2 separate regions of the Mus musculus genome follow, and region 1 is linked to region 2. The links are chromatin contacts, called in public HiChIP or PLAC-seq maps. All regions are on one chromosome and are shown on one strand. The core of a region is the stretch at or near the end of the contact, and the rest is flanking DNA. Distances in the headings are between cores, read along the strand shown. Region 1 overlaps Cwc27 (CWC27 spliceosome-associated protein). Region 2 has its middle 250 kb from the start of Adamts6.

What was found. HiChIP or PLAC-seq counts read pairs in DNA pulled down with a chosen protein or histone mark.
Region 1: a contact with region 2 is called in an H3K27ac HiChIP or PLAC-seq map of embryonic fibroblasts, with 2.2 times the contacts expected there. The contact joins two enhancer-like sites. A contact is called at or near these places in 1 of 39 promoter capture datasets (liver), 3 of 484 Hi-C or Micro-C datasets (the 3T3-L1 cell line, nephron progenitors and uterus) and 1 of 115 datasets of contacts at active chromatin or transcription factors (embryonic fibroblasts).

Annotation. Positions count from the first base shown.
Region 1 is chr13:104,693,569-104,699,292 of GRCm38.p6, forward strand. The region is part of intron 11 of Cwc27 (CWC27 spliceosome-associated protein); the gene reads right to left. Among named protein-coding and RNA genes, the nearest start is that of Cwc27, 120 kb to the right of the region's middle. Within about 2 kb of position 1,258, at least 62 of the 459 cell types and tissues checked have an H3K27ac peak or open chromatin away from gene starts, as enhancers often do. A contact at or near this core is called in embryonic fibroblasts and uterus, where this site is marked.
Region 2 is chr13:104,538,673-104,544,243 of GRCm38.p6, forward strand. No RefSeq gene overlaps it. Among named protein-coding and RNA genes, the nearest start is that of Adamts6, 250 kb to the left of the region's middle. Within about 2 kb of position 2,744, at least 60 of the 459 cell types and tissues checked have an H3K27ac peak or open chromatin away from gene starts, as enhancers often do. A contact at or near this core is called in embryonic fibroblasts and uterus, where this site is marked.

The sequences.
Region 1 (5,724 bases), core at 8-2,507, 150 kb after region 2:
AAGAATGTACTGTGTAATGATGAATGTTAGATGTTCATATCTTAAGACATAGGTCACAGGATACTCACTTCATTTGAGTTAGAACTGTTTTGCCCAGCTGAGGCTAGCTCCTTCAGAGATGAGGGAAGTGCCTTGTAAATTCTTCTAGGTTGACCACAGAGCTATTACACATTTATTCTAACCCAGTGGCATCTGAATTCTTTTGACTAGACGCATATGGCAAATATATTTTTATATATTTAGTATCTATATAATATATAAAACTAGTATAAGGTTAAGTGTTATAAAATTACAGACATACTATTTTTTATCAGCAAAGATATCAACTTTATATTGTTTAACAATAAAAATTTTTGAAAAGTCACAAACAATATTTACCTTACTATATATGATACACTCTAGCATTTTCTGGCCTATGCCATTTCATTGAATAACAACAACAAAAGACGACTGAGACAAACTACTGCTTTCATGTTCCACCAGTAAATTACTGCCTATAATTAAACTTAGTTCTACCCTCTAATTTACACTTTGTTAACAAATTAAAAGCATTTAAGAAAATGAATGTCTGGAAACTGTACCTAGGAAAACTTGGCTGACCTGATGAGGCCCATAGCTTTAGAGATGGAAGAATTTTTACTAAGGCTTTTCTGATTAGACTTAGCTAAACTGATCATATAACACAGAAGGTGATTCAGTGCAGTGGTCTGATGTTCAGAATGGACATCATGTTAGATTTCTAAATCTAATGACAGTTGTGACCTTATATGTAACACTAAATTCTCTTGTACAGGGGGAAGCTGGAGGGAGTGCTTTGTGCTTTCTGGAAGATCACTGCTGAGCCAGGATTCAGTTACAGAGCATCTTCTGAAGGGAAAGGTCTAGTTCTATTAACAGTGAACGAGCACAAATGATAAGCCTGGAGATACGCTGCTGCGTTCTGATTCCGCTTTGGAGCATACTGCAAAGACGTTTCTGTAAAGATCGTGAACAGAAGCTTACTAACCATTTTGTAAGGAAAACTAGAAGAGACTGCATTTCTTATCCAAATGATTCCACTGTTATCAGACAGATGCTCTTACTTGCAGGGGCAAGAATGACCCTCAGCACAAGGTTCAGGTGAATTAGACTGGCCTTCAGCCGAGCAATGCAATGCAGGCTAAGACAGAGTAGTAGGAATGCTGTTAGGCTGCTCATTGGTGTTGGTTAGCATGCACTGCCCTCATCGTCTGTGTTACCAACAGCTATTTATCTGATGGAACAGTGTTGACAGAACTTGGACTTGTGCCAAACCTCCTGATGAGAAACAAGGTGGAACAGGCTGGCTGGAGGGAACGTTTCCTTTTTAGGAAGCAGCAGCAAGAAGATACATGGAAACAAGGTTGGAACACTATCACTGCTGCAGATACCAGAAACATTTCTAAGTTAAAAAAAAACAAAAAACAAAAAACCAGACTCTAACAATGTTGAATAAATGGCCAATGTGTGTACAAGAAGTCACTCAAATATGCACACGAAAACTGTGTCTTAGAGAAAGAAATGGCTGCCTGGGTGTGTGCCCGCAGCTGAGATGAGCAAGGTGCTGCTCAGTCTTTTTGCATCAGGCAGATTAAGTAACAGAGACAAAAATAATTAAGTCCTAGCCTGCGACAGGCCTGACCACTTACTATGCCAATCAGAAACCACATTCAGCTTATGCTGCAAATATAAAAAGCAGATGGAAATCAAATTGCTTGCCTAATTGCAGAAAAAAAGTCTAACCCAAGACAGTTTTATTAAGCTAACTAAGGGCAAGTGGAAACAGTTTCATCAATAAACCTCTTTCTTTCCCAACACACATGTCTTCGTTCAGTCTCAGAGTAGAACCCAACTCTTTCATCTGTTCCAATCTCTGACTTCATGTTTGTACAAGAGGATGCCCACTGTGCTTTCTTCACTGAATAGTGAGTCTGAGGGGCCATCACTGTTCCCCACCAATCTTGTGGATCTCTTTGTCCATAGTGCGATGATCAGTAGGTCCCTAACAGACACTGAAAGGAGCCTTAAGAACCCAGAATGCATTCTGAAGCATCAGACAAGGAATTACACACACACACACACACACACACACACACACACACACAGACTGTAAAGGAGTTTAGCATGCTGTAACTATCTGTTGTCTTTCTATAAGCTAACCAAAAAAGTAGCAATCATATTGCTTTTATGTTAATCAGTCAATTTATGATCTCACAAAATAATGCCTTCATTAAGTTTGATTTGAGTATTTAACTGTGTCCTTTACTTGAATGGGTGGTGAAAGCAGTGACTGCTGGCTGAGAAGACGATGATGTGGGAAAAACATCGGGGGAGCTGGCCACAAAAGACATAGTCTCCATTTAATTCTGTAAAAAGTATATGTTGCTAGTAAATAAGATTAGAAAATAACTTCTTGGTTATTATATAAGAATCTAGTTCACAAAACAGAAAAATTAAAGCCTCAAATACACAGCTCATATCTTTTCAAGTTACAGACATAAACCAATCATTTTTTTTTTTTTTTCTGGGGGAAAGGCCTAGTTTCTTGACTCAAAAGGATTTTACTGTATTTTACAAAATATTTTTGCACTGGATTTTGATGTATAGTTGCATATATTCTTGGGCAATGTAGGACCCATCAGGGACTGGTGATACTGGGGAGATCAGTAGACCTCTCTGGACATACCTCCCTCCTCTATGTAAACCTCAGTTGTTCTGGCTCCCCCACAGTTCTTTCTATCACAGATACATGAAGGGAAAGAACTAAAAAGGGTCAAGTTCTTTTTTTAAAGTATGGGTATGTGTTAAAAGCAGGGGCCTGCCTGAGTAATAATAATTCTACCTTCTCCTTTGCTATATCTAATTCTGATTTGTCTTAGTCAATGGAATACCAAGTATCTAAGGAAACACTGTAATTGCCTAGAGTCACTCTAGTTAAACATTCATTTATGCAACTTACTTTTCAAAGGTTTTGAGAGAAGGTAAGATATTGTTACAGGTGTTCAGAAACAACAATGAAGAAGGCAGACAAAAAAATCTTGAGGAGAAGGTAAAAAAAAGTCACACACATAACATAAAAGCATGACAGATAATAAAGAGAAGAGTGTCTTAGGGAAGGGCAGCTGGGACTTGCCAGGAAGGGCACGTGAGTCTAAACAAGTTGATGCTGTGAGAAGGGAAGACCTGAGAGGGAAGGAATGAGCCTTCCCTAAGGCTCTGGTTTGCAAAAAGGCTGCTGCACAGGAGACCTAAGGAAATGAGATCATGGTAAGATAGCAGGGTACAGATCCTCAGAGTGCAGTTGACTCATGGAGGGGCCTTGGAGTTTTAGAAATCCACCAATGCTTGTTTTTTAAAGCACTGATAGAGTCTGACAGATTTCAAAAGAAACTGAGGAGAGAAAGAAGCACTACAATGACATCTGCAAGTAGGCGATGGGGCAGATGCAACGCCCAAGCAGAGGAGCTGGCCCAGCATCATGAGCTGTGCAGTGGAGCTGCCAGAGGGCAGGCCAGCAAATAGCATGGACCAGGTGAGTTGGTAGCTACAGCAGCAGTTTTCTTCCAGTTGTTTAGAGTTAGGAAATCCTAATGTCTCCCAGTGACGGTTCAGATCAAATGTATCACAAATTTTGTTCTGAACAACTATATGCCAAAGAAAGTCATGTAGAACTGCAACAAATATTTATGACCAGGAGGAAATTGACAGCTTAGTAAACACAGGATCAAAGGTTCAGGAGGGCAGAGGGAAAGACAAAAAGTGGTAGTTGTACAGGATAATAGCAATAGAGGGAGGACTACCTACCCACCCTTGACTTTGAAATGTGATATACTTCATGGCATAGTATAATGACAAGCAGCTTGCCACTCTAAAAGTTAATCACAAAACACTTTTTCTCTGTTAAGAATTCTGACAACTTCAATTCCTTTATAATATTCACTTGAATACAAACCTAAAACTTTATAAATTTAGGGTTTTTTTCTTAGTAAGACATATAAAAGCACATGAGATATGGTATAACAGTTGTTTTATTCATCAATTTCATCCTTCGCTCTTTGTCTCGACCTTTTAAACAAGAAGTATCATCATACTGATAGATGATTTTACCACAGCTATCTCCAGTTTATACTGAGAAGTATACAAGATAGCCTGCTTTAAACATTTCAGAGTTTGGGCTCTGCTTTTTCCTTTAGAAGAGTGTAGTTCTACATCTTGTGACAGCAGCTCCCTCTTTACTTTAGCAGATACCATTATCTTTTTCTTTTAGAATTATTTCTGTATACCTGAGCCCAATGACTCATTCACCGTTCAATAGAACATAAAATATTTACAATTTTATTATGAAACACACATGGGACATTGCATGAGCAGACATAAAATTAAGCCTGAGATGACCAAAGTCTGGACTAAAACTATATTTATGCTGCTGAAGGCAAGAAAAATTATTTAGTCTACAGTAATGAGTAAGTAGTAGCAAAACAAATATTTGGTTGGCTGTGGAGAGCCAATGTTTTCATTCTGTGTTGTAAGCATGAAGGCTAAAAACAGGCTGACCAAGCACATTCTGCCAGCAAAGAACACATGCATTCATCACACTTTTGTTGCATACAAAACATGATTCCTAATTTACAGATTCATATGCTTTACAAGTATTACATATTATTTATTACTATTATATATATATATTTAGATGTTACACATACATACATATATATGTTTAAATATTAACCATTTATGGCAAATTCTTTACTAGCCTAAAATATACCATGTCCTGCCCTTGAAAGTGCTTCAGGAGAGGGGTGTGGCTTAATAGTAGAGCAGGAGCTTAGCAAATACCAGGCCTTGGGTTTGACGCCCAATACCTCACAAAGCTACACAAAAGTGAAGAAGAAAGTGCTTGAATCTTAAACAATCAATTACACAGACTAACCAATTAGCAATGAGTTGTCTGTCTGATAGGAGAATAAGTGCTTTAATATTCTCATAATGTTTTCAATTTACTGACTGCTATGTTAAGAAATTAGTTATCAGTGGTGACACATACAGATACAGACACAGACATACAATTTAATAGATGGCAATGAGCTTGTTTATTTACTACTACTTCCTTCTTACAGGTAAGGAAACTAAGGCTTAAACACGGCATACTCAAGATCGCCGAATCACAAATCAGAGTTAGCGATGCCAAACATAGCTGTCTAAGATGGTGGTGTACTGTGATGCTTCTCTGTCACGACTGGTAGTGCGGCAGAGGAGCAAGCAGGCCTCACGAACATTAATTAATGTAATCAAACACTACTAGCAATCAAAGTATAACGGTTCCTCACTTCTTTACAGTAAAATATGATCATGAAATGAAAAGGAGTGGAAGTTAGTTATAATGGTGATACTAAGTAAAAACAAAAGTCATTTCTCTTATGACAAAAAATATTCTACAGAAAACATACATGTATTAACTTTTAAGTAATGTATTTGCCTATATAATAAAGCAGCAAAGAACTGAAGGTCTACCCTGTTGGAGAACACAGCTAGAAGAAGTAGGAAGACAAGAACATAGCATGTAGAGTAGGTCTGAAATTGACTATCAGGGCCTCTCCCTGCTTTGGAAACTGTAAGGGCCTTCCAGCAAAATCCATAGTCACCCAGTGCACAGACCATGGTTGCTAAACATTATTTCTTGGTGGTAAAATAGATCCTTAGGAAAAC
Region 2 (5,571 bases), core at 1,494-3,993:
ATTCTTTCTAAAGAGTGCAAAAAAAATAATTATGAAGCACTTGAAAAGATGGTAGAGGGGCTGGAAAGATGGCTCAGCAGTTAAGAGCACTGACTGCTCTTCTGAAGGTCCTGAGTTCAAATCCCAGCAACCACATGGTGGCTCACAGCCATCTGTCATGAGCTCTGACGCCCTCTTCTGTCTGAAGACAGCTACAGTGTACTTACATATAACAATAAATAAATCTTTGGGCCAGAGCAAGTGGGACCGGAGCGAGCAGAGGTCCTGAGTTCAATTTCCAGCAACCATACGATGGCTCACAACCATCTGTATAGCTACAGTGTACTCACATACATTAAATAAATAAATAAATAAATAAATCTTAAAAAAAAAAAGAAAAGATGCTAGAAATCCTTAGTCAATAAGGAAGCAAAACACCTACTCAGGGGGACAACACATTAGACCTACTAAGATGGCTACAATGATAATAATACAATAAAACTTACAGTAAGTGTAGGTGAGATGAAAAACTAATAATTTTCATATGTTGTGACAGAAATGTAAAGTGACACAGATACTATGGAAATCAGGTTGGCTTACATGATACAAGAATCCAGGAGTTGGATGTCTCAGTTGTTTTATTATGGCCCCAAAAACCTGGTCTATGTTGGAAGTTCAAAGAAGCTGGTTCTAATATCAGTTAAAGATACAAGGTCTTAGTTAGGGTTTTACCTCTAGAAACAGATACCATGACCAAGGCAACTCTTATAAAGGACATCATTTAATTGGGGCTGGCTTACAGGTTCAGAGGTTTAGTCCATTATCATCAAGGAGGGAGCATGGCAGTGTTTGGGTAGGCATGATACAGGAGAGGCTGAGAGTTCTACATCTTCATCTGAGGGCTGCTTGTAGAATACTCACTTCCAGGCAGTTAGGATGAAGATCTTAAAGCCCATGCCCACAGTGACACACCTACTCCAACAAGGCCATACTTCCAAATAGTGCCACTCCCGGGGCCAAGCATATTAAACCCATGACAAGCAATGACAGCAAACGGTGGATGAATTTGCCAGCACGTGGGAAGACACGCAGAGAAAAAGCAAACTTTCTATTTTCCTTCTCCCCTTTGTCTGGATTGCCACTGAAAAGCGCAGTGCATGCCACCAACACTTACAGTGGGTAGACCTACGTCAAGTAATCTGATAGACAAAATCCCTTCACAGGGGGGCTGGAGAGATGGCTCAGCGGTTAAGAGCACTGACTGCTCTTCCAAAGGTCCTGAGTTCAAATCCCAGCAACCACATGGTGGCTCACAACCATCTGTAATCTGATCTGATGTCCTCTTCTGGTGTGTCTGAAGACAGCTACATTGTACTTACGTATAATAAATAAATAAATCTTTTTTTTTTAAAAAAAGAGAAAACCAAACTAAAAGCTAATAAAATATTTTTTAAAAAAATCCCTTCACAGGAGTGTCCTGTGGCTTGCCTTTCGATTGACTCCAGAGCCAATCAAGTTGACAACCCATTATACTAGCTATTAATCTTAATAGTGTGTGATGGATAGAGCATACCGAAATTAGGAAGAGACAAAGCGCTTGGAGAGGCCCAAAGGGGAAGATTTTGAAAAAGTGGGTAAGATTTAACAGCTCGGGAGTAGGGCAAGGCAAAGAGATACAGCTTAGGGATTTCATGCACAAAGGAGGGACTATTCCAGAGTATTAAGGAGACAAGCCTTGCTAGATCACTATAGAAGGCAACCGTGCAACAGAGTAACACTTCAAATGCTATGTTAAAACAAGTAATAATTAACGTCAGTGAACAGGGAGCCTTTCCTGCTGAGACTCTAAAAAACAAAATCATTGTCTAGTTTTACCAATTTTTCCTTCAAGGCGTCTGGTCTCTTTGAGATCTGTCTCTGCTATCTAAGGTCTACCCTGTAATACTGTGTTTCTATTTGTTTTTTGTTGTTGTTGTTGTTTTTTAAGAAACAAAGTGTTAGTTATGACCCTGCACTTGTGGCGTCTGGCTCTGTTAGGAAGCTGCCTGCAACAGGTAGTTGTTTTCTTTGCTTCCGTCCCATTACTTCCAGTAACATCCTTCAGGGACCCTGTGAAACAATTCCCCTTCTCCTGATGTTTATAATCTGAGGGTGCTTATGGAGTTTCAACATTCCCTCTGCTTTGAGCCCAGCCAAGGTATACATGCTTAATACCTTTAATCTCTCCCCCTAAGTCACTCCCTCTGGTCCCTTAATCATCTTAATTGCTCTTCTCTGAAACACAGCCAGCTCATTATGTTCATCTTCCTTGGGAGGCAATGAGGAACATAGTATTCCCCTTGTGGTCTCCCAGGGCTCATATATTACCTCCCAGTTTCATCATCCAGGGCCGGACATGTGCAGCCACACCCCTCCGCTGTCCCCACCCACCCACACAGTGCACCCCGGCCCCCTGTAAATCCCGTATTTCACCAGGTTATCTCTGTATTTCCAGGTGGCCTGCTCCAAAACTTGGAAAGCATGTTGGCTACAGACAGATCGCATCCTGGGGTGGGGAGGAAGGGGAGGGGTGTCTCTTACTGGAGAAGGTGGCCCAGGACCAGGCCGAGTATCTGGAAAACTGCAACTAAGCTTGTGTAAGACAACCTTGAAAGGGGAGAGGCTGCAGTCTGCCCACAGAATTAGGCTGCAGCCTGCCGTGAGTGCTATGGCCTGCTGGGCTGTGAGAGCCTACAGAAAGAGGCAACGCCAGGGGTACAGCTCTGCTCTTTATGTCTCCTCTCTATCTTCTCCTACCTAAGTGTATTCATAGCCCTTGGCTGTTACTGTGTAGCTTTATGAGGAGAAATGCAAAGTGAACCAGATTACAAAGATCCTGTTTCAAGATCTGTTATCACCCTGTGGATAGAAACCTCCAGAAGCCCGAGCCTTTTGGAAGCAGTGGTCTTGTTTCTTAAAGCTTTGAACACACACACACACACACACACACACACACACACGCACGCACGCACGCACGCACGCACGCACGCACGCACGCACGCACGCACACACACGCACGCACACGCACACGCACGCGCGCGAACACACAACTTTGCTACTCTAAGGCCCTGAAGTTAAAAGTTAAACTGACTTTGAGGAACCCAGATGTTTGGGTCGCAGAAGGTTGGCATGGGGACACACCTGGGGCTTCCTTGAGCGTCTGGAAGAAAATAGAAAAAGAAGAGGTGGCTCACAACCATCCCCTAACTCAAGCCGCAGGGGATCCAATGTCGAGTTCTGACCTCTGAGCACATAGGGCCCATACATACACGCAGGCAAAACACTCATACACAGAAAACATAAATAGATCTAAATAACTTTTTAAAAAAGAGTTTTAAAGAAATTCCAGGAGGATGTTCCCATTGTGAAGAGCAGAGTTGATAAGAGGTAGCGGGTCTTTGGTCCAGAGACCTGCAAAGGAGGAAGCAGAGAGGGTGTGGGACGGGGCTCGTGCCTGCTGCCCTGGAACGTTCTAAGGCCAGGGGCTTCGTTCCACTTTTTATTGAAACCTTGAAAGGCCTTAGCCGGAGTGCCTGGTGGAGGCAAGACCACAGGGCTGGCAAATCCTGCTGCCAGCCTTCTTAAGGACTCTGCTCTGGGTGAAGTGTCTCCTTCTTTCCCTTCACTTACAAGAACACTTAGGTACAGGGAAACTACAGAGCAAGGTTTCTTCTAGCTGGGTGTCTTGAGTACCCGAGGCATGGTGAGGAGAGGGGAGGGGAGGAGAGAGAGGAAGGAGATGAGAAGGAGGAGGAGGAGGAGGAGGAGAAGGAAGGGGAGGAGACTTGGAGAAGGGAGAGAGGAAAAAGGAACTACCTAGAGAATCTGTGGCAAGAGGAGGAAGGACCTAAGCTCTGCTTCCTTCCTCCTTCCTGCCCCTCCAGCATGGGTCTGCCCTGCAGTAGGCCAGAGTGCTTCCTTGCTCGGAAGACTAGTGAGCCTACTGTTGCAGCCTTTCCAGTCCCTTGGGTTCTCTGGAAAGGAACTCTTGAGAGCAGGAAAGGGAAAAGTTCCCACGTCAGGAAGAACGGCTACCATTTCCGGTCTCTTGCTTTGCCCCTCTAGACTTGGCACGTGTTCAGCTACAGGAGAAATCCTCATATGAGTCGAGGGAAGTCTGATGGAGTAGAAATGGAAGATGCAGTGAGTTCAGATCACCTAAGGCAGCCACTAGAATTCCCAACGTGAGGTGCCTCCCCACTAACAGCAGCGCTCTCCTTTTCTGGAGGAGTTTACAAGATGTGCTCTGAACACCAGAGTTAAATAGTAGTCTCCCTCTGTAAGCAGTGTCTCTTAAGTAGGGTTTACATTTGGGATTAATAGTAAACTCCTTAGGCCTCACTGACAGAAGAATGCAGTTTGCCCAAATAAACAATCTTCCCATCAGATCTTAGGGACCAAACTTTGTCTTCCTAGCAAGGAGCATTTCCCAACTCTGAAGTCATTTGTAATGTGCTGGGAAGACGGTTTCAAAAAAAAAAAAAATGGATATCTTAGATACCATAAAAGGGAAAACAATTCTCCCTTTTGAAGTAATAAATACCATTTGTAGCAGAACTCCTTCAGTGTGCATTTCTGAATTATTTCCTGATAATGCTAGGCTTATAGAAGCTGGTGGTGCCCACTGCCTAGTAAGGAAGACGCTTACAGAACAATGTGGGTGTGGGCTTTTTCTGAATGTTACACATTCTTCTTGGGACATAAAAACCAAGAATCCTTTCCACTGATTGGGTGTCTTTAGGCTTCGTGGGACTGGACTTTTGTGGCAAAATGGAAGGGCCCTCAGATTGTGCCACACCGTCTCCCAGCGGCCACTGTTGCCTTAGCCTCTCCGAGGAAAGCCATAGAAAAAGTTAACACCTCTGTACAGCACTGTTGAGTAAAAAAATGTGAGTCCATTAAGGAACAGACACCACACTACAGCCTTTTGAAAATGTTATCCATGTGGGAACCCTCTCACCTGGCATTTACTCTGTCTCTGCTTCCCTTTTCTAAGCCTCAGGCCTGTGAGCTGAGACCTGCCACTTCTGCTCATCATCCAGAGAATGACCTCCTGGCTCTAATAATCGTCAGGCACTGTGCTAATAGGTGGAGCTCACCTCCGCTCATCTTAAACACCCATTCTTCCCCCATGGTCTTTATGCTGTGTCCCCCACCCCCACCCCAGTTTTGTACAGAGGAAGATAAGACTTAAATAGAAACTAAGACTTAAAAGAACTCTGAAGTCACCCTGTAAGTAAATGATAGCTCCAGGGTCAAATCATTTGTACAGGGGAAGCTAAAGGGTTGGTTGCAAACAGATTCCTCCCCTTTTGCTCCTTATAAAGTTCGGATTGTAATACTTACCTTTCAGGGTTGTTCAGCAGGATAAATGAGAGTGTCTGTGAATGTTTCCAAAACTGTCTGGTGCTCCACAGGAAATCAGACCACATCAGGGGAAGACAGGCAAGGACAGACACCTCACAGAGGGAAGCCTGATATGACTGATAACCAGCAGTTGGAAACGATTTGGAAGGGTAAAGAGACTCAGTCTATTCAAGAATTTAAACCTAA